Linked DNA regions of Sus scrofa: regions 2, 3 and 4 are each linked to region 1. The links are chromatin contacts, called in public Hi-C and promoter capture Hi-C maps. All regions are on one chromosome and are shown on one strand. Each heading gives the region's core, a stretch centred on a gene start, on an enhancer-like site or on the middle of the called end of the contact. The rest is flanking DNA. Distances are from core to core; before and after follow the strand shown.

Region 1 (2,700 bases), core at 81-2,580:
GTCAGCTTTTAATAGCGTACAGGCAGTGACCTGACAACACACTTTTGCCTTTGAGAGAGACGCAGATGTGGAGGGATCAGGACTGGACTGAAGGAATACATTTTAACATTGGTGTTCATGGTCTCCCCACCCCCCAACCGTCAACCTGCCAAGACCACCTTGTTTTTGAAAGCTCAGTCTCCTACCCCTCCCGGGCCCCAACTGAAGCTGTTAAAGCCAATCTAGTTAATAAAGGGAGCCAGGAAGTGAGGGTATGGGGAACTTGGGAGCTAGTGAAAGCTCTGGAGGGAAACGGATAGAAGATAAAAGATGAGGGAAGAAAAACATATATGAGATTTACTGTTGGAATTATACATTTGATCACCTTTAACGTCCTTGGAGAGTCGCTAGTAAGGGTGAAATTTTAATTTTATTATTTACTTATTTATTTCGCCCAACAGACCGGATTGTCTTTAACCATGACGTGACTCACTGGACAATGCCACCACTGCTTCATCAGGGTTATACAAGTGACAGAAATAGGGCGCAGGCACTTTGACAGTCATCTAGCTATAGAATTGTTCAGAGACAGGGTGGGAGGAAGGAAAATGACCTCCCTGCTTGGGTCCTCACCCACCCAACGACTGGAATGCGTGTTTGGGCTGGTTTCTCCGCCCTTGAACACACAAATCCTAGTTTCCCAATTCCTCTCTATTCGGTGACAATTAGATTGGTTGTACTGGGTGAGCTGGGTTTTGTAAGAGGTAGGAATTTTACTGAAGAATTCCCCTGTCTCTACCGACTTGGGTACAGTTGCTTCAATACTGTAGCTATTCCTGCCTTTGGGGCCTCAAGGGCTAAAATGGGACAGTGCTAATATTTTTGGTGATGAGGAAATATTTTGTTTTAAGGAGGCTGAGTGATTGCTGAACTGGGACAGAGGTCATAGTCGGGGTCACATTAGCGGTTCCAGGGGGATCGAGGGCAGGCTTTGGGTCGGGCAAAAGCACCCCCTCAACTCGGGCAATGCTGCGGCGGCTTGGAACCCGCTGGCACACTTGCGGTGCCCACTGTCTCCTCCCGGGAGGGGGGCACCCGGGAGCCGGCGCCGGAGGAACCCGGCCCACGCGGGAAGGTCGAGCTCGCCGGTGAGGTCACGGTTGCCATGGCTCTGGGCAGTGACGCGCGTCGGCACGTGACCAACGGTTGCCATGGCGCCGGGCCCAGGCGGCGCGGGCGCTCCGCCTCCCGGAGTGACGTCCGCCGCTCCCCCTCCTTTTCCCGCCCCCCTGCTCCCTCCACCCCCCTCGCCGGCTACCCGCGGCCCCGGAGGTTTCACTGCACAACAAGATGGCGGCGGCGGCGGCGAGCGGAGCTGGCGGGGCTGCCGGGGCCGGAGCTGGGGGAGCCGGGCCAGCAGGTCGCCTGCTGCCTCCGCCCGCCCCGGGGCCCCCGGCCGCCCCCGCTGCAGTGCCCCCGGCGGCTGGCCCGCCGCGTCCTCCAGCCCCGGCCTCCCGCGGGCCGGTGCCTGCCCGCATCGGCTACTACGAGATCGACCGCACCATCGGCAAGGGCAACTTCGCTGTGGTCAAGAGGGCCACGCACCTCGTCACCAAGGCCAAGGTAGTGGCGCTGGGGGGACCGGGCGGCGGGGAAGCTGCGCGGCCCGGGACCGTCCAAGTGTGGCGGGGGCAGGAGAGCCCCGCGACACGGAGGCTGAGGGGTCGGCGCGGCGAGCGGGGCTCTGGAAATTGGAGAGCGTTGGGGACCGGGAAAACGGGTAGGGGGCTGCCGGGCGGGAGTGAGGAGAGGGCGAGCAGAAGGTGGGGGACACCGGGGTACCCAGGAGAGGGTAACTGCACGGCAAGGGGACGCAGGGAGCCAGTGATCACGGGGACCTGGGGAACTAGGGAGCCGGGGTTGGGGAGGGGGCTCCGAGAGCTGTACGGAGGATAGTAGAAGGGATGATTGGAAGGAAGAGGTTTGGAACTCTCCCGGAGCCTGGAGACAGTAAGCTAAGAAGACTCTGGAACCAGCAATTAGGAAATCCTAAGGGAATGAAGGCAGGGGAATAGGAAATGTGGACCAAGAGATGGGGGAAAACAAGGGTAAAACTGGCAGACGTGGGATGACGAGGGGGACCCACGATGGCTGGGACATATACTGGGGGTATGTGGTGGGCGCAGGGGGGGGGCGCTGGGAGATATGAGGGACCTGGTACCTTATGACAGAGGCAACAGTCAGCATTTGGTCGTCCAAGACTGATAGGTGGTGGGAATGAGGGTCTGAGGACAGATAAGATTATTGGAGGAGGAGATGAAAAAAACTGGGAAATAAGGAGGAAAAAATTACTTTGCTTTTCCACAGGAAGGGGATCAGGGAACAGAGGCGGTGGTGGCGGTGTGTCCTAGGTTTATGGTGGCACTAGGTATTTAGGGGTTAAACAATTTGGGAACGCTGGATTGCTGGTTATATTTAGTTGTTGGAGGGTCCCGGATTGTGAGCTTTATAGAACCCAGGGAGGGCTCTGAGTGATGAGGGGAAAGGCTGGTGACTGAGGAGGTGTATGAGGAACCCACTCATTGGGCCCTTTGGTTCCCAAGGGATTTGTGGGGCTGTAGTGGTGAAGTTGGCCAAGGTCAATTAGGAAGCCATATCCATACCCATAGAAAATTCATTTTTGGAGGAAATATCTTTAGCACTTTTCTGTGGTCTTCATTG
Region 2 (2,700 bases), core at 143-2,642, 120 kb before region 1:
CAGATGCCTTTCTTAGATCAAAAGGTCATCCTTTATGTTGCAGACAAATCACCGCCCTCTACGGTGAAGGGAGAGGAAGAGGGATGTAACACGGGGTTAAATTCTTGTTTTTAATAGCTTCATTTGTACATTCCTAACCCTCGAAAAGCGAGCGCACAGGGTAGACATGGAGGCTGGACTGTGCTAACACTTCAGTCCCAGGCCAGAGACCCCCTGTGCCTCAGTTTCCCCAACATACAAGTCTCCCAGAAGAAAACGGGCCCTAGATCGCCCCTACCGCTAGCTCAGGTGCAAATGCCCTGGCCCATCAGAGCCCGGGCCAGGGTCCTTGGCTCCCGGTAGTCAAAACCAGAGGGCACGGGTCCTCCAAGCAACTCCGCAGCTCAGAGCCCAGAGGAGAGGGGACCAGGGCCATCTGGCAGAGGCTGCGGCGAGGGGCGTAAAGTCGAAAGTGCCAAGGAAAACCCGGTACCACAAGCCGGCGGCGACCACCAGCTAGACGGCGACGCCAGTTGCGACTGGTCCTCAGGAGATCCGGGGACTGACGCGAAGGGGACAATGGGGGGAAGCCGCGCCGGGTGGTCCCGGCGGCAGTCCACAGGGGGCTGGCCCAGTGGGCTGCTTCCTCCTGCCAGAGCCCCTCCAAACCTTGCCCCCCGCCCCCCTGCGCCGCCTGGCTGCCAGCCCCCGTCCCACTTCTAGGCCAGGACCCCAGCCCCCGTCCCCGCAGCTCCCTCCACGCCCCCCGGCCCGATCCCCCGCCCCTTGCGCCACTGCCCCCGGCCCTCGCACCCGCCCCGCACACACCTCCCGCGCCGCGCCTCCGGGAGGGAAGGGGGGAGGGACGGGACGCACCTGAGCGGGCGGAGCGGGGGGAGGGGGCGGCCGAGCTTGGGGGGAGGGGTCGAGCGCCGGCCCGCGCGCGACACCTCCCACTTCCGGCGGCACGAGCGGCGGGGGCGAGGCTCGGCCAGGAGAGGAGAGGCCGCGGTGGCACCGCGCCGCCCCCGACGGCGCCCTCTGGCGGCGGGAGCCGGCACCGTGAGGGGACGCGGACACTGCGGAAGCCCTTAAGATACTAGTGGACTCTCCCGGGGCGCAGGGACGAAAGGAGATGTGACCTCCGGAAGAAAGGAGACGTGGTGAAGGGAGGGCCGCCTTTAGGAGGATTACAGAGAGAGGGGATCATGGCGATCAGAGAGAGAGGTGTTTTTGGAGGTTACAGCAGAGATGCCTTTTCTCTGGCCAAGAAGGAGAGGACCGTCTGTCTGGAGAGGGTCTCTCTTGGAGATGCCCGAAGTTGGGGCGGTGGGCCCTGAGAGGAGCGCCCACCACACCCGCACGCTGCTCTTTCAGTAGAGGATGCCCGAAGGAACCGGCCCCCTAGCGCCGGCTGCTCCCGGCGGGTCGGCCCGGCCCGAGGACCCGCTGCTGATTGGCTGAGCTGCCGGGCGGAAGTGATGCTACTGTCACTGGCTCCTCAGGTTCCCGGGAAGCCGCGAGTTTCCGCAGGGAGGCGGCGGCAGCAGCTGCGGCCGGGCCGGTGAGTTGGGAACTCGGTGGGGGCGAGGCATTGGAAGTCCGAGTGGCCTGGAACTGGGGGCGGCCGGTGTCCGAGGGTGAAAGAGCTGCACAAAGGGCGCCTTCAGTCCCGGCGTGGGGGAGCCCAGGAAGACTGGGCCACGGGGTCTTGGATTCCAGGATAGTATGGGTTCTCTGAGGAGAGGGCCACATTGCACGGGGCAATCAAGGCTAGGGAGGAGGAAGCCAATGAAACTGAACCCGGTACCGGCAGCTTGGTTTCTAGGAACAGGTTGCGAGGAGGACAGGGTCTTGGGAGCCAAGTCTTGAACTTGGGGCTGCCTGTATCTTCCTCTTCTCTTAGCACCTAAGAGCTGCAAAGACACGCCTAGCAGTTGGGTGAAGTTGAGATCTGCTTTCAGATTAAGGTTCCATTCCCAGAAGCCTAGGATGGGAGGGTCAGGAGTAAAGCACTGCTCCGCCAGAGGGAGTGGAGGCCATGGTGGTCAGGTTTCTCCTCTCTTTGGGAAATCTGTGAGCTCCACTGAGACTGTAAGAGCCTGCCTAGTTGGATCACTATCAAGGCTAGCCAGATTTTGTTTTGCTTAGTAAGGTATGCAGACTGGGAAAGAGAGCTGACTATCTTGGACAGTCAAGGCTGCTGGAGGGTGGAGAACCTAAAAGGAAAAGAGAGGAGATATGCAGCTTTTTGGAGGGAAATGTTAGGTGGCAGAAGTTCCCGTCTCCCTTTCCAAAGAGACTTCGGTAAAATGCCCATGTTTCTGTAATGTTTTGAGACTGATCCAATCGGATATGTGTGTAAGCACTAAGCCCTGCCTCTCCCCATAGAGATCAGATGCTTCTAAAGGAGCCCAGTCACCCATAGGTACATACATGTTCTACCACCATTCACCTGTCCTTGTCCCCACAGTTGCCCACCAGTTCTAATTTGGCCCATCTATCAACCACAGGTGGCAGTCCCCCATTCCAGGGTTGAGCCCTCACTCCTAAGCCACCTTGCTGAGCTAGTGGCTAAGGGTAGCCCTTTAGTGCTGCTTGCCAGTCACCCCTGCTCCCCAGGGTTCCCACTTGCCTCTCTTCAGTTCTGTGTGCATTCTTGGGTTTTGTCTAATTCCCCTGCCACCTGCCTACCCCGTCTTCCCCCCGCGTCCTTCCTGA
Region 3 (2,700 bases), core at 41-2,540, 83 kb after region 1:
TTTCATTCCTCACTTGCTCTCCCCAGTCTGATAAGCATCTCACTGACAATTATGAGAGACGAATATGGGCCATGCGATTATCAATGAAATTTCAATTCATTTCTTCTTTATCTGCCTCAGAGGACCTATCTTTGCTTTTTTCCCTGAAGCCTTTGACACAGGGATGGTTTGTGTTACTTTGCCTGATGTCTCAAGCAACTCCACTTGGTGAATGTGGTTTATATACTCACAGGCAGGTATAAGTGTCCACATGGTCTTTCCTTTTTACTTAGTGGAAGCTGTGAAGACCCCATGGGCATTTGATTCCTTAAGAATTTAATTAGTGCACAGAAGTTGGGAGATATTGGCTGAAAGAAAAAAGGGCAAGTTTTTCAACCGGTACTTTGTCTTTTTATGGTATGATATGGGTTTCCCTTTAGTGCTTCTTTAACTCAAGTGTTTGATTATTAAATCAAATCGTCTTTGATGCTTTTTTCTTTTTTGTTTCTTATTGTTGTTGTTTGATGCTTATGTTTTCTTGGGTAAAATTTGCATTCTGGGGGATGCAGAGATCTTTAGTATCCAGTTCAGTGATACTTGATAAATGTACCACCACCACCAGAACATTTCTGTCATCTGCTTGGTTCTCTTGTGTTTCCCCCAGTCAGTCCCCAGACACATTTACTTGTATAATAACAAGATTTTGACATGTCCAAGTTTAAAGTGATTAGGACTTTGTTTCTGTGGCAACTGGTAATATAAATAATATAAATTTACTTAAAGCTTTTTTTTTTGTAAAAAAATCTGTATTTATAGGCAGTAGGTACTCAAAAATTGCTTACTTAACTAATTAATGGAATTTTTGATAATAATTAACAAACTGGTAGGCAAAGCAGCCCTGTTACTTTGGTATAGACTTTGTATCTTACGTGTGAAATTGAGAATTGACAGCCGCTTTTTTATACTGAAGTGGTAAACAGAGGCATCAGGCAGCTTTTTGTGAGTTGTCTGTACGCCAAGTCAAAGGCAGAGAGGATACTGGCCCAGGGGCCAGTCCTCACTTTATTTCTACCTCAGGACATGTCCCCTTATTTGTAAAACTTCATTTACCTCACTAGGCTGCTCTGGGCATTGGTTAATATTTGGAAAGTTCTGGATAAGGAGTGGGTTCTGTCCATGTGCTCTTTACCAGGGAGATTGAGCAAACTTGTACGGCAGGGCTGACCTTTGACAAGCACCACTCCTCAGCCCAAATTGATCCCATTTTTCTTTTGTGCAAATAGTTCTGGAGGTTTAATGTTTGTTTTTCACTGTACATGCAGTGTGCTTGCTCTTGTAGAAACTGCCCGAATGACCGTAGATGACCCAGGCTCTTCTCAAGGGTGTGTGCTTTGTGAGAACTGGCCAAGTTGGCTGTTACACTTACTTTTTCTGAACAAATGAATATATAGTTTCATCTGGCTCATATAGCCAAGCCTCGGGTTTGGAGGTTGTTTTTCCTTTTTTCGTATTTGTTTTTGTTTTAGCTAGTAATGATCGATGTGGTTGAGGCGGGGCTTTTCTTGGGGGAAGGTGCCGCTTTGAACTTCCCTTTCCTTTCAAGTAGAAATAGTGTAGCCTCCCTGGTTTGGTACTATCAGTAAATAGTTGTTTATAGCCTCTTCTTTTATTAGGGAAAATGCAGGGGCAAAAAATGATTTTATCTTGTTATTCTGCTGTTAACAATGATTTCTTGAGACATCTATTTTTCTAATATTGAACACAGTGTTTTTCAGTATTATCCATGTCCATTTTGAGAAAAGTATTTTCATTTTATACTAAGGAAAGAAAAAAACAACATTAGCCCTCTGTTCTGCTAAACCTCAAGTCATATTAGTAGAATAGTTTCAGGTTAATAGCAATTATGTGTCTGGTACTGGTAATATATGTCTCTGGAGATCAAGGTCACAGCAAAATGATACAAATGAATGAGTACTGAAGAATGGAAATGTGATATGAAATTCCTGCAGGCTTCTTAATCCAACCCCTATCTTGTGTCAGGGGAGATGGGATTTACGTCACTGTGCCTTACATAAGGCCACTGATCTACAGTTTCACTGCTCCTGAAATTGTGTGGGGCATATGAGGCCTCTATTTAATTGGTTTGATGTGTGCCTGTTCGAAACCTCAATACCATTTAGATTCAAAATAGCAAATTTCCCTTTATTCTTTGAAAGGATTATTAAGGGAACAAAAAAGCAGTGATTTTTGGATTTTTTTTTTTTAAAAACTGTTTTGTTTGTTTAGTCTTGTGGTAATGTGACACTTAAACATTAGTTTGTGACCCTTAATACTTGTTATTCGCGGTTACGTAAGTTTTTGGATTTGTCCAGGCTTAAAGTATAAAGTTTATCGAAGTCATTTAAGCAGTTTCTCATTCTTAAAAGGACGTTGATAGAAAATTAATATAATTTCCCAATTAAATTAGCTTCATTCTTACCCCACCTGTTGGCTAAATTCAGGAATCTTAAGGTTTTGGAGTTCCCGTCGTGGTTCAGCAGTTAACGAACCTGATTGGTATCCATGAGGACTCAGGATCAATCCCTGGCTTTGCTCAGTCAGTTAAGGGTCCAGCGTTGCTGTGAGTGGTGGTGTAGCTTGCACATGAAGCACGGATCTGGCATTGCTGTGGCTGTGGTGTAGTCTGGCAGCTACAGGTCCAATTCAACCCCTAGCCTGGGA
Region 4 (2,700 bases), core at 195-2,694, 120 kb after region 1:
ATCAAAGTAGTTGTTCTACAGATAAGAAACCTTGGTAGAGTTGGGATGCCGATTTCATTCTCTTGCCTCAAGGCCAGGCTCTTCTTTCTGCACTGTTAATGACATTGGAAATGTCTACTTGATAGCAGAAGTTTTGTTCAGAGTGTAACAAAAATTGTTTTTCAGAGAAAGGAGGAAGACTGAAAAAAAAAGTGTGTATCCAAAATATAAGAAATACGTCGATGCTTTTTTTCACCACCGGAATGGCTAATGCCCTTGACGGGTTTCTTTGCAAACTGAAGTGAGCTGCCACAGCCCTGTAGAAACCCAGACCTGGTTATGTGACTTGACGGAGACATCTGAAATTATAAACTCATTTTCTCCCTGGAGCCTGTATATCTAAAATATTGGATTGAGATTAATGCTAGTAACTCCAGTATCTATGTAGAAGTAAAGGAGGACCTTTTAAATTTGTAATTGGTCTATTCATTGAACAGGTATTAGTTGTATTTATTTTGTGTTATTAAGGGACTACATTGCAAAGTCTAGATTTTTAGAAAACAATAACATCTCTATGCAGGTACATTATTGCTCTAAGTAAATGCAGTATTTATTGCAAAGAAACCCCTTAGAATCATATGTGGAAGCTGAAGTTTCTTGTTTGCCTTTGTTTGATATGTGTGAAGGAACTTCCAACGATGTGGGTGAACAAATGGAGGCCAAAAGAATCTGATGTAAAGCAAACAACTGATTAAGTTATGACTGAACCTCTACTGACTAGCATTTTAATATCCAGATGGACAAGCAAGCTCTTACTAATTCACAAGGGTAAACTCATCTCCTATGATCAATTAATTAATTTCTAGGCTGTAATTAGTTCCTATGAATACCCTTATTCCTCACATGGCAAAATTTACTGTATTATGGACTAGATTTACATTGCCTAAAACTATAGAATATAGTTTTGCTCTCTAGGTCAGTATGTCAGATGACTTATGATTCAGGCAGAGCAATTACCTCTTCCAAGGTTCAGCCCTTTTAAACTTGGGCATATGTCATATGCCAAATGTATCCTGTGTATTCGGTACTTTGATGCTAACTCTTTGATTTTAATTGAAGGAAAAGAACTAGCAATGAAGTATGAGATGAAATACAGTATAGATAGATTTTATCAACTTGGTGAACACAAACTACTATACACTTGAGGTTTGTTACAGACGCTTTTTCTAAGTGGAAGGCTCTTCCAAAAGACATTTTTGAAGTTTTGCTATGAAGAAAGTTTGCTGGTGAATGAAAAGAACCTTTTGTAGACCTCTGCTTGGGAGTCTGGTAACTGGCACTTTGGGATTCTATACAGGGAGTTCCAAGACTGGGGGAATATCTCAGGGTAAAGCTATCTAAGTTTTGTATCCAAAGCTATTAATTTCTTCAACTATGAGAAGAAACCACAGATTGTGTAATGGCCTTGGTATTTTGTTGGTATGGAGAGGATGATCTCAGAAGACTTGTAAGCCTGTGCTGGGATGTGTGCGACACGTGCCTTCTTTTTGATTTTTTTATTTCAACAGTTGTGGACACATTTTTGAAACTGTAGATATCCTAAGTTAGCAAATCCGAATCAGCCCACAAAGCAGCCATTTTTGCCAGTGCCAAACACATACTTTGCTGAATTTTCTAATCTGGGCTCCAGAGTTTATACATAGCAAATTCTAACATCTGCCAAGTTCTGTTATGACCCAGAGGGGAGTGGAGGAAAGTGGGATGAAGAATCTGGAAAAGTCTGTTGCCTATAGGGTAAATTGCATTTTGGAATTTGCTTCCATGTGGATTTTCTCCTCATGGACCACTGTGATGTTTAGTGGGCTGAGCTGGAAAGGTCATATTGCACAAGATGAAGAACAGTAAATGGTCTGTTTGGTGACTTGCTGTCAAGCCTTCTGCCACTGCTGACTGATGGTTGTAATCGCCATTTTTCCTTGTAGGATACAAGAGTTTGGCTGTCATTTTTTTGGGAATATGGTAATTTGTAGCCATTGCCTTTGGTCTGGTGGGAGAGCTAACATTCAGAGGCTCTGTTTAGTCCAGTGGCTTATAGCTCTCTCTCTCTCTCTTCTCTCTCTCTCTTTTTTTTTTTTTTTTTTTTTTTCATGAACTGCTGCTGCTTTTAAGCCTTAAGAATATGTTTCAGAAAATGCATGTGAATATTAAATTCAGTTAATTCCTTTTCATTTTGCCAAAGAATTTGAATTTACCTCTTCCTACAAGACATTGACCTTATCTTTTTTTTAACCTTAAGACAGTGGCCCTAGAAATAGTTTGTTGTTTCTTCCTTTGCTTTTCCTTAAAATTAGTAAAATTTCCATTTCCTTGAGTTGTGATGCAGTTCTGAACCATGTTTAAAATATGCACAGGGGCACAGACCCCAATAAGTTTAAAAGTATGAAGAGCGTGGGGCAGAAATCAGCATTTCTATTAAGTTTCAGTTCCCTCAGATTTGCTTTATAGGAAGTGTATTAATTAAGGACATTTTTCCAGAGCATTTCCATACAGGTAAATATGTTATTTTACATAGGTGCTATTTAAAAATATAGATGTATTCCTGACATTACTTATGAAATTTTTTTTTTTTTTTTTTTTTTTTTTTTTTGGTCTTTTTGCTATTTCTGGGGCCGCTCCCGCGGCATATGGAGATTCCCAGGCTAGGGGTTAAATCGGAGCCGT

Evidence for each region. Promoter capture Hi-C pulls out the DNA fragments that hold promoters and counts their contacts. Hi-C and Micro-C count contacts between places; a contact is called where the count stands out from the background.
Region 2: a contact with region 1 is called in a Hi-C map of retroperitoneal adipose tissue, with 1.7 times the contacts expected there. The contact joins the promoter of PCSK7 here to the promoter of SIK3 in region 1. A contact is called at or near these places in 3 of 47 Hi-C or Micro-C datasets (embryonic fibroblasts, retroperitoneal adipose tissue and skeletal muscle) and 1 of 2 datasets of contacts at active chromatin or transcription factors (skeletal muscle).
Region 3: a contact with region 1 is called in a promoter capture Hi-C map of liver, with 8 times the contacts expected there. The contact joins the enhancer-like site here to the promoter of SIK3 in region 1. A contact is called at or near these places in 2 of 5 promoter capture datasets (both in liver), 6 of 47 Hi-C or Micro-C datasets (heart right ventricle, liver and skeletal muscle) and 2 of 2 datasets of contacts at active chromatin or transcription factors (alveolar macrophages and skeletal muscle).
Region 4: a Hi-C map of embryonic fibroblasts shows a contact between it and region 1, with 2.3 times the contacts expected there. The contact joins the enhancer-like site here to the promoter of SIK3 in region 1. A contact is called at or near these places in 2 of 5 promoter capture datasets (fetal liver and fetal skeletal muscle), 4 of 47 Hi-C or Micro-C datasets (alveolar macrophages, brain, embryonic fibroblasts and 1 more) and 2 of 2 datasets of contacts at active chromatin or transcription factors (alveolar macrophages and skeletal muscle).

The regions. Positions count from the first base shown.
Region 1 is chr9:44,470,319-44,473,018 of Sscrofa11.1, reverse strand. It overlaps SIK3 (serine/threonine-protein kinase SIK3), which reads left to right and starts at 1,330. Exons shown (of 25, transcript XM_021062877.1): 1 at 1,330-1,602. The coding sequence starts at 1,330.
Region 2 is chr9:44,595,241-44,597,940 of Sscrofa11.1, reverse strand. It overlaps PCSK7 (proprotein convertase subtilisin/kexin type 7), which reads left to right and starts at 1,392. Exons shown (of 17, transcript XM_021062880.1): 1 at 1,392-1,543. RNF214 (RING finger protein 214) reads right to left here and starts at 961. Exons shown (of 16, transcript XM_021062882.1): 1 at 856-961.
Region 3 is chr9:44,386,946-44,389,645 of Sscrofa11.1, reverse strand. The region is part of intron 1 of SIK3 (serine/threonine-protein kinase SIK3); the gene reads left to right. Among named protein-coding and RNA genes, the nearest start is that of SIK3, 83 kb to the left of the region's middle. Within about 2 kb of position 1,290, at least 22 of the 83 cell types and tissues checked have an H3K27ac peak or open chromatin away from gene starts, as enhancers often do. A contact at or near this core is called in alveolar macrophages, liver and skeletal muscle, where this site is marked.
Region 4 is chr9:44,352,000-44,354,699 of Sscrofa11.1, reverse strand. The region is part of intron 1 of SIK3 (serine/threonine-protein kinase SIK3); the gene reads left to right. Among named protein-coding and RNA genes, the nearest start is that of SIK3, 120 kb to the left of the region's middle. Within about 2 kb of position 1,444, at least 7 of the 83 cell types and tissues checked have an H3K27ac peak or open chromatin away from gene starts, as enhancers often do. A contact at or near this core is called in alveolar macrophages and embryonic fibroblasts, where this site is marked.